2 separate regions of the Triticum aestivum genome follow, and region 2 is linked to region 1. A link is a contact called in public Hi-C data. All regions are on one chromosome and are shown on one strand. Each heading gives the region's core, a stretch centred on a gene start, on an enhancer-like site or on the middle of the called end of the contact. The rest is flanking DNA. Distances are from core to core; before and after follow the strand shown.

Evidence for each region. A called contact is a pair of places that touch in the nucleus more often than the background predicts.
Region 2: a contact with region 1 is called in a Hi-C map of leaf, with 4 times the contacts expected there. The contact joins the promoter of LOC123120566 here to the promoter of LOC123120555 in region 1. A contact is called at or near these places in 2 of 5 Hi-C or Micro-C datasets (both in leaf).

The regions. Positions count from the first base shown.
Region 1 is chr5D:254,763,983-254,771,510 of IWGSC CS RefSeq v2.1, forward strand. It overlaps LOC123120555 (60S ribosomal protein L15-2), which reads right to left and starts at 3,384. Exons shown (of 4, transcript XM_044540566.1): 1 at 3,257-3,384; 2 at 2,987-3,153; 3 at 2,093-2,290; 4 at 1,521-1,995. The coding sequence starts at 3,260. The coding sequence ends at 1,750. It overlaps LOC123120553 (carbamoyl-phosphate synthase small chain, chloroplastic), which reads right to left. Exons shown (of 9, transcript XM_044540565.1): 7 at 7,523-7,528; 8 at 6,269-6,434; 9 at 5,889-6,146. The coding sequence ends at 6,103.
Region 2 is chr5D:255,418,557-255,426,084 of IWGSC CS RefSeq v2.1, forward strand. LOC123120566 (probable LRR receptor-like serine/threonine-protein kinase At1g67720) reads left to right here and starts at 4,367. Exons shown (of 15, transcript XM_044540573.1): 1 at 4,367-4,925; 2 at 5,217-5,751; 3 at 6,265-6,770; 4 at 6,894-7,026; 5 at 7,115-7,186; 6 at 7,268-7,336; 7 at 7,417-7,488. The coding sequence starts at 4,853.

The DNA of each region.
Region 1 (7,528 bases), core at 2,134-4,633:
CCCAGCGCCATGGTGGCCGCGTCCATCCTTGCGGATGAGGATGAGGCGAAGGAAAAAGAAGACGAGGCTCATCTCACCGGCGGCGAGTCCTCCTTTCCTTCTCACTTTCTCTGTTCTCTTTTCTTCTCCTGGTAGAACAATTGATGTGTGCATGTATAAAATCGGAAAGAGAACACCATTTTTTCTTGCGGCAGTCAGATCGGTCATTGAATCGACGACGCTGACACCCCTTGTTCTTCGTGGGCTTCTTGTGCAAATCAGAGAAGAAAGAGCGCCTGATTCTTTGGCGATCTTGTACTGCAGGACAGCGAGATGTACATGTTGGGCGGAGTTGAAGATCGCCGGAGTTGCTGTCTAGTCCGTGCCGGGAACGGTGTCGTCAGCCTTGATTTCTTTTCCTTGAGGCCTTTTCGCTCTCGGCGGAGCAAAGTGCATGATAACGTGTTAGAAGAAATCGAGAGACAACAAGAGACAAACAAAATGATTCAACTCTCTTCTTTGTTGATGATACAATTACACAATATATAGGTCCCGAAGGGACGTGATGGCACGGAGGGGACGCAAGTAGCCTCGGTTAGCGAGACCAAAGGAAGGGTCGCGCCAATCGCCAACAGGCGGTAGTTAGCAAGGGGAGATTCCCTTCCAATTAAACATTTGTTTAATTGTAACAGGTTTATGGGAAAAATCACATCCGAATCGGTCGGCGAACCGATATAGGCAATACAATCCGAATCGCGCGTTCCGGACAGTTTAAGGGTTGGGCGTTGTAGATGTCCTTACACCTTTGATCTGAATGACATAGCACAGCCTCACGGAAATTGGGTTCGGGCGTTCGGCAATACATACCATAGCAGAGCCTAAAGAAACCTTTTATCTACACGAGGCTCGGCCAACACCATTTCGGAGTTTTCGGTTTCTTTGATGAAATGGGGAGGTACGCTCTTTCTGCCAAAGAAACCATATTGAAATATCATCACAAAAAGTCCCCCACATATACAGTAAGGTGCAAATTTATGATTAAAAACTTACATGATCACTCAACTAAGCAAAACTGCAAGAGCGTGACTCGGGTGTTTAGGCAAAGCCTCACGAATCCGAATAGGCTGGACAGACTTTTCCTCTACATGTACAACTAGGAAACGGGATTACCCCTGTCCATTGGGTGTGCATCTGAGCCCAGGCTCAGAAATGGATATTAGCATTTGAGTTGACTACTATGTAAGATGACAGGTTGTATTGTCTTCCGAAATGAAAAACCATCCTTACAAGGCTAGCCTCGAAGTCATCTCACTAAGATTTCCCTTTCTTAGGTGGACACGAGCACATCCGCTGTCAAGTGGCTCAAAGAGACCCGAAAGAATTAACAGAATTTCAAAAAAAAACTTCCATATTTGAGCCACAAAAAATTGCAGACCAGCAAACCCTAAAAATTTGCAAACCAACATTTAGATAAAACCAGTAGCAAGCAATATAACACAGATGACAACAAGCAATTGAAGAATTTCCCATATGCAAAGAGATGAAAAGCATCATAACATTATAAGGTGAACGAGCAAACATATGACAGCATAGCACACAGCATACGATTACTAAACCATTCTTTCTTCTGGTAACACAGGCAGATAGCAAATAGTTCAACAGATATGCCTCGACATAAAGGTTCTAGCACAAGCTTCAAGTAGTCTCAGAACGAAGGTAGCAAAACCTGATGGCTCAAACAAAATACTATCAAGGTGTGCATAGGGCAGCTTAACGGTAGCGGCGGAGGGAGACGGTCTGGTTGCGCTTCCAGGTGGCTCTCCTTGAGGGCCTGTTCTTGTGGTGGCGGTGGCCCTTGCCACGCAGACCACGGAATTTCTTTCCCGCCGACGTGAGTCCGCGAAGCTCACGGTGCTTGTGCACGGGCTTGCAGAGCCAGTTGATCCTTGGGTCGTTGCGGACAGCACTGTGAGCAACATCAACAAGGATGACCTCAAAGTACTTGTAGGTAGAGTCCTACAGAACAAGAAACGCACAAGCAGAAAATTAGTGAATATCAGACTTGAGAATTCCCAGCCATTTCCACACATCATAGCAACTAACAAGTATATACCTCATTCACCCAGTAGGAGTTGAGCACACGAAGACCACCCAGCCTGCGCCCAGCTCTTTCTTCAGCAACAGACCTCTTGTTCCTCTGGAACTTGAGCTGGGTAATACCCTGGTGCTTGGGCTTACCATAGACAATACCCTTGGGCACTGGCCTCTTCCTGCCACCACGCCTGACACGGATACGGTAGACCACATACCCCTAGACACACAAGGAACATATGGTAAGCAAAGGGAATCAATTATATCGTGGAGAAAGTAGTGCAGAATAAGATAGCTGCACAAATCAAAGCAACAAAAATTACAAACAAAGACATGCATCAATTATTGGACCAAAAGCTATAAGCTATGCAGCAATGCTTAATGGACAATTCACATTTCACTAAAGCATCCAGCACAACCAATTGAACCCTCAAATCCTAAATCCAATCTATAAACCGAAGGAACTAACTGTGAATATATCCAATGAACATGCTTCAGCGTGCAAGGCTCGCATAGAAACAAGCATTCAACAATGAAACAAGGCAAGCATTTAGACAACCGGGCAATGAACAAGCGGTTAGAACTTGTAAAATTGGTAGATAACACAAGAGACAACCACATAATGCCTCGTCGTGTATTTTACAAACATGTGTTCGTGGCATCATGACTGGAGTAAGTTCAGATCTGTTCCAAAAGACCAAGTGCAGTTTGTTGCAGAAAAATGGCATAGAACTTCCATCAACTAAAACTAAACCTAGCATCGACGAGACAGAAAAGGCGCAGTTTCCCCGCACAACGAACCACCAGACGAAGAAAACTAGTCGACCTAGGCCAGCAACCACAAGCATATATGTACCCAGCCATGGCATCGCACAAGGAACAGAAGGGAGGATCGGATCTAGGAGGGAAAGCGAACCTGCTTGGCCTTGAAGCCGAGACGGCGAGCCCTGTCGGGGCGGGTGGGCCTGGTGATGCGCACGATGGCCGGCTGCTGCCTGTACTCCCAGCAACGCACGCGCTGCACGAACCTCATCACGTCCGACTGCTTCCTCCTCCATAGCTCCGACACGAACTTGTACGCGCCTGCCACCACGAATCCATCAAAACGAGCGCGCAATAATACATGCGAGAAGGCAAACGGGCGAGGTTGCGGGAGGAAGAGGAGCTGCTAGACGGAGGGGCTCACCCATGGCTGCGGCTGCGGCTGCGGCGGCAGAGTGCGGAGACGGCGGGGAGGGGGAGCGTGGAGCCTTAGGGCTTGGGGAGAGAGTGGTCTTTTAACACCCGGGCAGACCTGGCAAATGGGCCGGCACAGCCTGGGCCCTATTAGACGTGCCTGGCATGGCCCACGGCAGCCCGTTTATAAACGGGCCGTGCCATGACAACACGCGTGCAGCAGTTCCAGGTCCAGGCCCAGCACATTAGTTAAAGGTGTTGGGCCTATGGCCCGTTTATCCCTTGTTAGCCACATGTTTTTGGCATGTCAAAAAAAACCACATATTTTTGGGCCTATATATAAAATTAATTTTTTTAAGTCGCGTTGTGCCAGCATGCAGGCCTAGCCTCGCGGCCCTGGCACGGCCCCAGGCATGTCGCGTGCGAGGTATGACTCGTTTAACCATGTGTCGGGTAGGGCCTAAGACGTGTTGGGCACGCGAGCTAATGGGCCGGCACAGTAAGCATGACTAAGGTGGCCAAAGTTGCTCCGGGGTGTCCCTACACCCTCGTGAACAGTAAATTAAAAAAGATAGAACCCTAAATCTGAAATTTTGAGACATCAAATATGCTCAAACTTTGTAGGTGCCTGCAAGATTTCATGCGCAAAAAACATTCGAGGAGCTCTGCACAACAAAACGATTTCACTTCTCAAAGTATTGAACACTAATTTTTTTCTCACGTGTAGAGCTCATTGGATAATATTTTTTGATGAAAATTTGGAAGCACCTAAGACATTTGAGCATACGACTCCATGTTGGCACGAAACCACCCGAAGAAGCAGGAGGGACCAAACTTATCTGATTTCAATTATGGAGTAAGATTTGCTGGTTTTGAAGTTGAGGGACAATTTTTATACTTTTGGGGAGGTCAAGGAATGAAAAATATATATTTACTTAATATATAGTATCATTTTTTCTTAAAGAGAATTTAACCATTATATAGCGAACACCAAAAAAAAACATCGATTGCACTATCTTGCTCTAGTCTTACTGTCATTTGTTCCTTCTAATAAACCACTTGAATCGACGCCTCATTTCTGTTGATCAACAAGGGATAGATGCCACCGGTAACGGGTTCCATAGGGGGACATTTTGTGGTCATATAATCATTGTCCCACTCACACCCTATTAAACGCGTTTCCTTGGAAAACAATGAATTGTCTGATTTAAGCTTCATTCCGCCATCAACATTTGGTTGCTCAAATGAAGTATGTTGTCAGCTAATAGACCATGCAAGTGTGATGTACCAGCTATACCTGGTTTCATATCAAATGAACTAGCATATTGTGGCACCACCTAATCTGCACATATTGTAGATCCCAAAATATTCGGTATTCTATTGATCTTATTAATCAAAATCTCATAAAAAGTCATGACCTAGAGTGCAACCATTGCCTTCCGACAAAGAGACTGCCACCGTTGTTTCTCCAATGAAAGAATTCTCCGAGTGGATTACCTGGAGTACCGCAATTGGTTGTGCAGCAGAGGCCGAGGGTTATTCTAATTTGTGAAAAACTATTGATATTTACTTATTTTGTTGGGTACTTCTTTCGTTTCAAAATATTTGAAGTTTTAGTTTTGTCCAAAGTCAAACTTCCTCGGGTTTGACAAGTTCATAAAAAGTTTTACTAATATCCACAACATCAAATATATATACTAAAAAATATCACTGTGATGACTCTAATGAAACTAATTTGGTGCAGTAGATGTCAATTTTTTTTCTTCTATTAACTTGATTGAACCTATAGAAGTTTGACTTAGGACAATCCTAGAGCTTCAAATGTTTTCAATCAAAGGGAATATGTTATTGTTCATTTTGTGGGTTTTGTAAATGTTTTGATGTTCTGGAGTTTGGATGATTAATGATAAAGCAATTAAGGAACCCATGTGTTTGTGAATATACATGGATGAAAATCCCTGAGGATTTGGTTTAACCGAAGAGTTATGGCCCCTAAAAATTATGTGGAACAGTTGAAGAATTCAGAATGCCCGTCGAGGAATATGAAGACGCGGTGTACACTTTTGTTTACTAGTTTCATCTTTTTTATTGTAGTCACATCAAACCGTACTATTAAGAGCTAATAAGATTGAAGTCTTCGTGTCTATACTCAATGAAACCTATTTCCGAGTGAAGAATCAATCAACCTATTTTGGAAATCTCATTCCAGGCGGATTATTTAGCCTCAATGTCTTCGGGACATCGAAGTTAAATTTTCGTCAAGGAGTTGGATGGTTTGTTCCGCAAGTCAGTAGAGTGCTCTGAGTTAAAAATCCAATCGTTAGTCACGTGTCGTGTTAAAAATCCAATAGTGCACCTCCGACCAGCTGCCTCTACAAGACCTATAAGCTCAGTTCGCCTGCTGCCCTTCCACTGTTATCATCTTCTTTCCTTGAATCTGTAAAATCAATGAGAACTCACGCCACATTACCTCCTATATTTCATCGGTTTAAGGGCTTAACAGTAAGAGAAATGTATGTATTGTCAACTCAGGAGCTCAACTGGAAACTTGTCCTAGGGAATTATGTTTTCTTCCTTTCTACTGCAAAGCAAAGGAGACGGATTTCATACCGACGTCACAAACAGAAATAGAATAAGCGCAGTACAATACAACAGCTCAAAGGATTTTATTCTTTAAACTCCAACAAAATAGTACAATACCACTAGTTACTTTATAGGTTTAGTCAGCTGATAAGATAAATCAACAAGAAAAATACAAACTCCTCGGAGCTCGCTGCGTCGGTCCAACAACAAACCCAACCGAGTACAAGTTTCGCAACTCATGATGCTCACCAAGCTTCCCAACCTTTCTTCCACTCACAATCTGTTGTTCTTCATCAGCTCCACAAATTCACCAAACGCTGCAACGCCAAAAGAGTTAAAACAGTAAGTCACATCCACGACCACATTAATAATGGAACTAATAATTTGTCTTCCGAAAAACTGTTTTGCGCGCATGCAGTAGCCAAGAAGTTATACATACCCAAGTCTGAGTCATGGGGCCCTGGGGAGGACTCCGGATGGTACTGGAGAGACATAAGCTTCATCTTGGGGAACACAAGACCAGCACAGCTCTGGTCATTTAGGTTGATGTGTGTTACTTGTACTCCTTCCGGGAGCGATTTAGGGTCCACAGCATAGTTATGGTTCTGCATACCAAATCAAATGTTACAGCAATTCATATGCACTAGTTATTCAAAAACGACAAAAAAAAGTGTCATTCTTGTCAATAAGCTAATGAAACAACACAAAATGGTACCAGCTTATAATCATAACTTACTATCACTGCTGCTTAAACACCAGTACAATTTGTAATGAATAACCAAACTAACCTACGAATCTTCAGAAATATATAGCTTGAAGTTCAAAAAAATGTATAAAACTTGCACAGATGGCCTCATGCTGGCTTTCATAGTCCCTAGACCAAAACCCAAGCAAATAGGTTCAAGCAGGCGGCTTAGACTTACCAAAGTTACGCATACCTGACTATCACTACAATTTGGCAAAATATACTAGTAAACAAGGCAAGTAAACTAACTGAAAAGATAAGCAAAATGGGCGGGGTAAACTGACAATCTATGCTTGTAAACTGACAATGATAGTTTCAACGTTTTGATCAAGAATAATGCCTTAAAGCCAATTACACCCATATATTATACCCACTACAATCAAATCCTTTGAGCTTTGACCATAGATAACTTCAAAAAATATCATGGTTAGTGTAAAAAACGCTCTTATATTATGGGACGGAGGGAGTAAAAAATAACAACAAAAATTAACTGTGCAAACCCTCGTGAAACAGAGAAGGCACAAGTCATAGAATGAAGATCATTACTATGTCAAAAAAATGACAAACATCCAGAAACCAGTCAACTGGATTTTAACTTCACGAATCTAAGCCCAATAAGATTGCTTGTCAGAAATCTTATAAGGCTTTTTTTCCATATAAACTTAGTCTTTCAGCATTCACAAAACTATGGTCTTCACAGTCCATGTACTAGCTTTAATGTCTTACAGTCAATGTAGTAAGGTGCCTACTGCCTAAGATAAAATCTAAGCCCAAAGATGAGGTAAAGAGCAGAGTTGCTTGGCTATGACATGAAGCTAACTTAGTACACGTTTAAGTTAACTAGGAGACCCACGACACATACTCAGCACTAAGTAACATGACCTACCAGAAAACACGAACTATCAAAGTTATATACTTTCTGACCATCTCAAGAAAAAACTGACAAACCTGTGC
Region 2 (7,528 bases), core at 3,117-5,616, 660 kb after region 1:
TATCTTGAGAGAAGCCACTAGTGAAACCTATGGCCCCCGGGTCTATTTTCCATCATATTAATCTTGCAACACTTAGTTATTTCTATTGCCTTTTATTTTACTTTGCATCTTTATTTCTCTTTATTATAAAAATACCAAAAATATTATCTTATCATATCTATCAGATCTCACTCTCGTAAGTGACCGTTGAGGGATTGATAACCCCTTTATCGCGTTGGTTGCGAGGTTCTTATTTGTTTGTGTAGGTGTGAGGGACTCGTGCGTGATCTCCTATTGGATTGATACCTTGGTTCTCAAAAACTAAGGGAAATACTTACGCTACTTTACTGCATCACCTTTCCTCTTTAAGGGAAAACCAACGCAGTGCTCAAGAGGTAGCAGTTTCCGATCAATACAATTCTAGCATGAACAATAAACTTTTATCATGAATAAGGAAATATAAAATAACAACTTTATTATTGCCTCTAGGGCATATTTCCTTCATCAAGAGGTGTTGCGGCGCCGACGAAGAGGTCATTGCCGCTGAGCGCGTGGTGGCAAACGGCGAAGAAGGGGTTGCAGGCCTCCTCGAAGCCGCCAAGAAGGAACATGAGCTCACGGTGGCGCTGCGCAAGTCCGCCGTCAAGCATTAGCTCGACTACGATGAATAAGCCCGGCGGTGAACTAGGGTTAGGGTTACATTTTAGTATGTAGTCATTTCGGTATGTTAGTAGGAACTCTATTTGATGAACTCGTCTCCGTTTGTGTGAGTTGTGTTTGTGATGAACTGCCGCGTGATCTTGAACAAATTCTCGCGCGAAATTGTTTTTCGAATTATCCAGTACCTTTTTGCGTACTTGTTCTGGCTGAAGAATTTTGCAACTCGTAAAAACTAGTTTCAGGGCTACGGTTTGGGATTTTAGCGGATTTGTGCTACAGATGCTCTCAGAGAATGGAAGCTGTAAAAAAACATCGTGTGGAGGACGTGTGGAGTATCTACTCGGGAGCTCATATGCTCCTAAATGAACAGTAAATTCAAAAAAACTGATTTTTTTTGTGGCAAATTCTAAGGAATGTTTGGAGTGCATGTAAAATTTCATCATGAAATCACATTGATGGAAGGCATTGCAAAGAAAACAAAATCAATGCTCTGAAAATGGTACTTTCAAATGCATTTTGGAGCTTGATTTTTGTTTGTCACGACTTTCACCAATGTTATTTCGTGATGAAACTTTGCATGCACTTCAAACATTACTTAAATATTATCACACAAAAATCATAAAATTTTTAATATTTCTTTTATCTTTTTTTATTTTACTGTTTACACCAGGAGCATTTGAGCTCGGGCTTAGAAAGATACTTCCGTCGTAGCAACCCGGCCCGAGTAGATTAATTTACCAAGGAGGCGGTGAGTATAGTTGTGGACGTCAACGTCGTCGTGTGAATTTTGTGCATGCATGGGACGATTGTCACTCATCGATGGATGGATGGATATCCCTCCATCTCCCTGCTGGGAGTGAAGTGCTTCTCCTTTTTGGCAAAGCTATCAATCAGCCTAGTTTGCAGCAACGCTCAATTAGACACCACAAGCAAGGGAAGGGCTTGCACGATCGTCGACACATTGCTAAAAGTAACAACCAAAGGTCCTCGTTGCCAAGTAGCTTAGCTATCTGGCTTTTCCAAACGTGATGGATGCGTGGATGCATGGCATTGATTGCTCTGACCAATTGATCGATGCATCATCATACCATATCATATCATATCAGTAATATCATCCGTTAATACCATTTTTCGGATACATATAAATTTTTTTCAAAAAGAAAGGAAGTTGAAATTATATGTGCCAGCGGTTGGTCACAAAAGCAGCTTCAAGATTTGGTGGCTATTGATTTCAAAAATAAATATTGGTGGCTATTTCTAAGTGAGTATTTTTTTATATAATATATATTTTTGCGAGTGGTTTTTTAATGATAATAACTGCCTCTCTATGTCAGCAGACAGCACATATCAGGTGAAATAAGACACAAATTTCCATTATCATCAGCAACATCTCACATGCATGCAGATTCTCAATTTGTTTGGTTGGCCCTCTGGCAAGCAGTACCAGTTTTCTAGCTAGCTCAACTCCTGATAGCTAGGTCTTGATGCCATGGTCTAGAGACAATATCTTATCTTGCAGTATTTCCAAACGCAACTCCTTGAACTTGAAGGTGGTCGATCGTCCTGGCAAGCCCGGCCATTAATTCACGAACATGACTACCGACCCAAGAAAAACCATTGCTTCATGCTTGGGATACATATTACATACATACATGTTCAGATTGAGCTATCTTAGCTTGTAAGGGTGCATGCATGATGCAGAACACTCAACAATGATTGTGACGCCTCACATGTACACCCTAGCCTGCCTGCTCCTGCTAGCTTTGGCCATGCTTAAAGCTCAAGACACCACCACAAAACACACACTTGCTTGTGGTTTCATTCTTTCCTGTCCCTTTTAATCCTCTCTCTTTTCACACAGAGCCATGCATGCATGGTATATGATGGAATTGGAACGGAATCATGCATGGATCCATGTTGCTGCTCATGTCCCTCCTTTCTTTCTTTTTGGTCACGTACGTACGTGAAATGCCTTTACTTTTAGCTCACTGGGCTCAGCATGAACGCATTCGGGAAAAGTTGAGAGACGAAAAGATCGACAACAGTACGTACTCGCTAGCTGGGACGCCAGGGAACAATGATAGAGCATGCTTTTACTATATGATAAAGTTGTTACCGAATCTGTATTTTTTAGTTACATTCACGTTCGATCATTGGTCATTTCGGTTCAACAGGCAGATCTGTCGTACGTGCTACACATGGATGAAATTATCAAGTTGGTATACTAGCTTTGGCAAGCTTGTACGTACGAAGGTTGATGATGGAGTTTGTTGTCCGCCGTACCATGCATACATGAAACGTGTACGGATTAGCTCAATCTATGCACTTTGAACTACGTACTAGCCCACGAACCTACAAGGCAACCACTCGTCTGATGAGCATTTATTTTTCTCGCTGATTTTTTTTCTTGTGAAAAGGAGGTTAAACCCCGGGCTCATGCATTACTTGATGCACACATCCATTCTTATCAATTAGTCTTAAGCATAGTACAGAACAAACTTTAATCATAGCCAAACCATTACAAGATGTGAAATAAACACTGACGACTAAGTCGAATTTCTTCCGTAGCAACGTCTTCAATGAGGGGTAAAGGTCCTCGCGGCATCATCGTAACATCCGACCTGAGGTGACCTAAGACAACGATTTTCATACTGGTTGCCATGACCACTCAATGAAAATCGACACAATAGCAAGTAGACAATGCCTAACAAAGCAAGTTTGTCACTGCTGAGCTTGACCAATAAAAGACAAGAGATGGGTTTTTTCACCCCGGACAAGACTTATCTCTTAGATTATGCAACACACATTCCTACAAATGTAGTCGAAAAAAATATATAACTGTGCTCAAAAGAATAATGTGGAGACTACTATCAACTATGTCTGATTTCAATCTTGCACCTCAAGCCTCTGCTCTAGAAAACAATACAAAATCTCAAAAACGGTTTTTGCCAGCCTTCCCACATCTCCATGTATCATCCTCTTTCGTGCGTTGTAGTCATGTTGCGCCAAAACCTATAGTACACACCAACAAATGTACTATATCGTTATCATTCATGGGTACGTTTGGCTATCAAGTAAGCTGTAGAGGATCATCAGACCGTTCTCTCCAATTTGTATCGCCCCATATTGTGGCACCTACTTTTTTCCGTTGTGGAGTGGGAGTGAACCGGAAAGTAAAATAATCGACTCATGGCCTGGTTAAAACCCGACACAATGAAAAGTGTATTGAGAGAAAAGGCATATATATTCTTAAAAATCGTCTGGTATGCCTCTAGATACGAGAAGCTAAATTATAAAACCGAGCCTAATCCCAACCCTCTTATATATGCACTATGCATTCCTGTCCGTTCATAACTACGGCGGAGAGGAAGGTTGCTTCTGAGGGATTCTCGTGGTTAACCATTTGATACTTTGCTCACTAAAGGAGATTTGGGTTGGTTCTTTTTTTCCTTTAAAATCTCCCATTGAAGACTATGAAAGTATAGTAGTAGTAAAAAAGAACACCCTAGCTACTACCACATGGTAGCATCCACCACAAGAAGGGCCACAAGACGGTCCACAGCGCTCCTCCCACACAGTTCCAAGAGAATTAGTGCCGCCTACCCTTTTGCTTTGGGTTGCCAGCGGCGGTGGGCCCGACCTGTCAGCCGCACCTTTCTCCCCAGGTGGGGCTCCTTTCGTCTTTCTTTTTCACTGTCTTCCACACTGCCTTTTCTCCACTGAGACGGGCAGACAGACGCACTCTCTCGCCGCCCGCCCCTAATCCCTCCTCCTTTTGTCGATTTTTGAACAATCAAAGCGCCCCACTCCGTTGATTTGTTCCTCCCCAGCAAAAGGGGCACCAGCATACGGATTACGGCGTGTGCTCATCCTCTTCTTCTAGCTTTGTGTTGCGCTGTTCCCACTTCCCAGACCCAGGAACCAGAGGAGGAGCCGCCACAAGCAGAGCCTTTCCCCGCTCGCAGTCGCTGGCAGCACCTCGGCGGAAACAATGGAGTGAAGGAAGGATACTAGAGGCTGCCGCTGTGCTCCTCCTCTCCTCCTGCGCCTGGACTGGGATGAGGATCCGTCCGGTTTTGACCCCTTGATGCTCGAGTCGAGAGGGTGTCTGCTCAAGATCGACGGACCACCAGCAGCAGCAGCAGCTCAGGTTGCCTAGCTGCTTCTCTTCTTTGCTTGCCTCCGTGGGAGTGAGGTCTCGAGAGGGAACCCCATGGCGTCCGCCGCCGCGCTTCTCCTCCAGCTCCAGCTGCTGCTGCTCCTCTCGCTCTCCGCTGCTCAGCCTGGTGAGTCGCCCTTTCCTTCTCTTCTCGCGAGATTCTTGGGCCATGGAGGATTGGCGCACCTGCTTAGGTTAGAATCCATAGCCTTAGATGCCGAAAGAGTCCAGATTTCTAAGGAGATTTGCGCAGCGTATACATGTTCATGTACTAGTTGATAATTCATTCAGATTTCATCTTCTTGGGCAACACATTTATGCTATACTACTTGCTAAGTTATGTATGCTACTATTATACTTTCTAAGTTTAGGGGACGAGCAAATCCCAAATAAAAATAGCAAATTTGCTTGCGTGCAGGTTTCATCAGCTTGGATTGTGGGGGAGCTGATGATTACACAGATGGCATTGGCATCCAGTGGACTTCTGATGCCAAGCTGGTCTTCGGTGGGCAGGCCACAAACCTGCCGGTCCAAAACCAGCTCCAGAAACAATATTCAACTCTGAGGTATTTTCCAGCAGACACCAGCAAGTATTGCTACACGATGAATGTGAGGACCAGGACACGCTACCTCGTCAGAGCTAGCTTCCTCTACGGCAACTTCGACAACAGCAACGTATACCCCAAGTTTGATCTCTCCCTGGGAGCCACTCCCTGGTCCACGGTCATAATCGATGATGCCGACACGCCGGTTGTAGAGGAGGCGATTATCTTGGCTGCCGCTCCCACACTCAGTGTCTGCCTCTCCAATGCCAGCACAGGACAGCCGTTTATCTCTACACTCGAGCTTCGCCAGTTTAACGGTTCACTCTACTATACTGACTATGAGGCACAGTTCTTCCTTGCACTGTCTGCAAGGATAAATTTTGGTGCTGATGGCAATAAATCAGTCAGGTACTGTATACTACTCCCTCCATTCCAAATTACTTCCTCCGTCCCATAATATAAGAGCGTTTTTGGCACTACACTAGTACCAAAAACGCTCTTATATTATGGGACGGAGTGAGTATAAGATGTTCTGACTTTTTTCTGAATCAGATGTATATAGACGCGTTTAGTGTGTTTGGTCACTCATTTCAGTCCATATGTAGTCTATATTGAAATATCCAGAACATCTTATAATTCGGAATGGAGGTAGTACACGATATGAACATTGCCAATAGCTTCATATGAACATGTGTTTGTTCTTGCAATCTTCTGTCCTATACTTAGGTTTGCAGTTATATTGTACCACTAGAGTGTCTAACTGCGCCATACTGCCACAAAAAGTTCTTCCTTTTTTGGGAGGTTACATAACAAAGTTCTGATCGTGCTTCACTTAGTATCATGTGTTTTTAGTTTTGATATAAAATGCCTTGTTCAATAAAAATATATAGTTGAAGGGAGCTCTTCCTTTGAATTTCTCAGGTACCCTGATGATCCATTTGATAGAATATGGGAATCCGACTCTTTGAGGAGAGCGAATTACCTTGTTGATGTTGCTCCAGGGACTGAAAGAATAACAACCACAAAACCTGTATTCGTCGGTACTGAATTAGAACCACCTGAAAAGGTCATGCAAACAGCAGTGGTTGGCCAAAATGGATCCTTGAACTACCGGCTTGATTTGGAAGGGTTCCCGGGAAATGCATGGGCAGTCTCATATTTTGCAGAAATTGAAGATTTGGCCCCAGATGAAACTAGGAAATTTAAGTTAGTGGTTCCTGGCATGCCATTATTCAGTAAACCAACCGTTGACGTGGAGGAGAATGCGCAGGGGAAGTATCGTTTGTACCAACCAGGTTACACAAATGTGACACTTCCATTTGTTTTCTCTTTCGAGTTCAAGAAGACAAATGATTCTTCAAAGGGACCTATTTTGAATGCTATGGAAATTTACAAACATGTTCAGATTACCATGGGATCTCAAGATGGTAAGCACTTGTCCACATTGTTGTTATCATTTTTTTCCAGATCAAGCTAACTGTGTAGTCTCTCTCTGATGTGAAAAAAAATAATACTTTTTGACTAATTTAGTCGTTCCATTATATTGACAGCAAACACCATGTCTAGCTTGGCCTCACGGTATCCTCAAGCAGGTTGGGCGCAAGAGGGTGGCGATCCATGCTTACCAGTGTCATGGACCTGGGTGCAATGCAGTTCAGAAGCAGCACCCAGAGTTCTTTCGATGTATGATAAATTTAATCTGCAATTCTGCCTTCACTTTGGATTTATTGATTAATTCCTTGTTATAAAACCTAAGAATTGTCCCTCACAGCACATTGTCAGAGAAGAACATCACAGGAAGTATCCCTGAGGAGTTGACAAAGTTATCGGCATTGGTCGAGTTGTAAGCTCAGATAGTTCATTCTTTCCATCCTTTTTTTTTTTTGCTTTCTCTTGTCTGATCTACTTATTTCTGTAAATGCAGAAGACTCGATGGTAACTCATTTTCTGGTGGAATCCCTGATTTTAGTGGATGCAGAAATCTGCAGTATATGTGAGTTTGCAGTTCTTGTCATAGAGCAGCATTCTGCAGGATTTATTGAACTAATCCAACGTGGTTTTATATATATGCAGTCACCTTGAAAACAATCAGTTAAACGGCGCGTTGCCATCCTCTTTGGGAGAACTACCTAACCTCAAAGAGCTGTAAGTTCTTCATAATTTTGTGCACTTTGTTTATGCACCC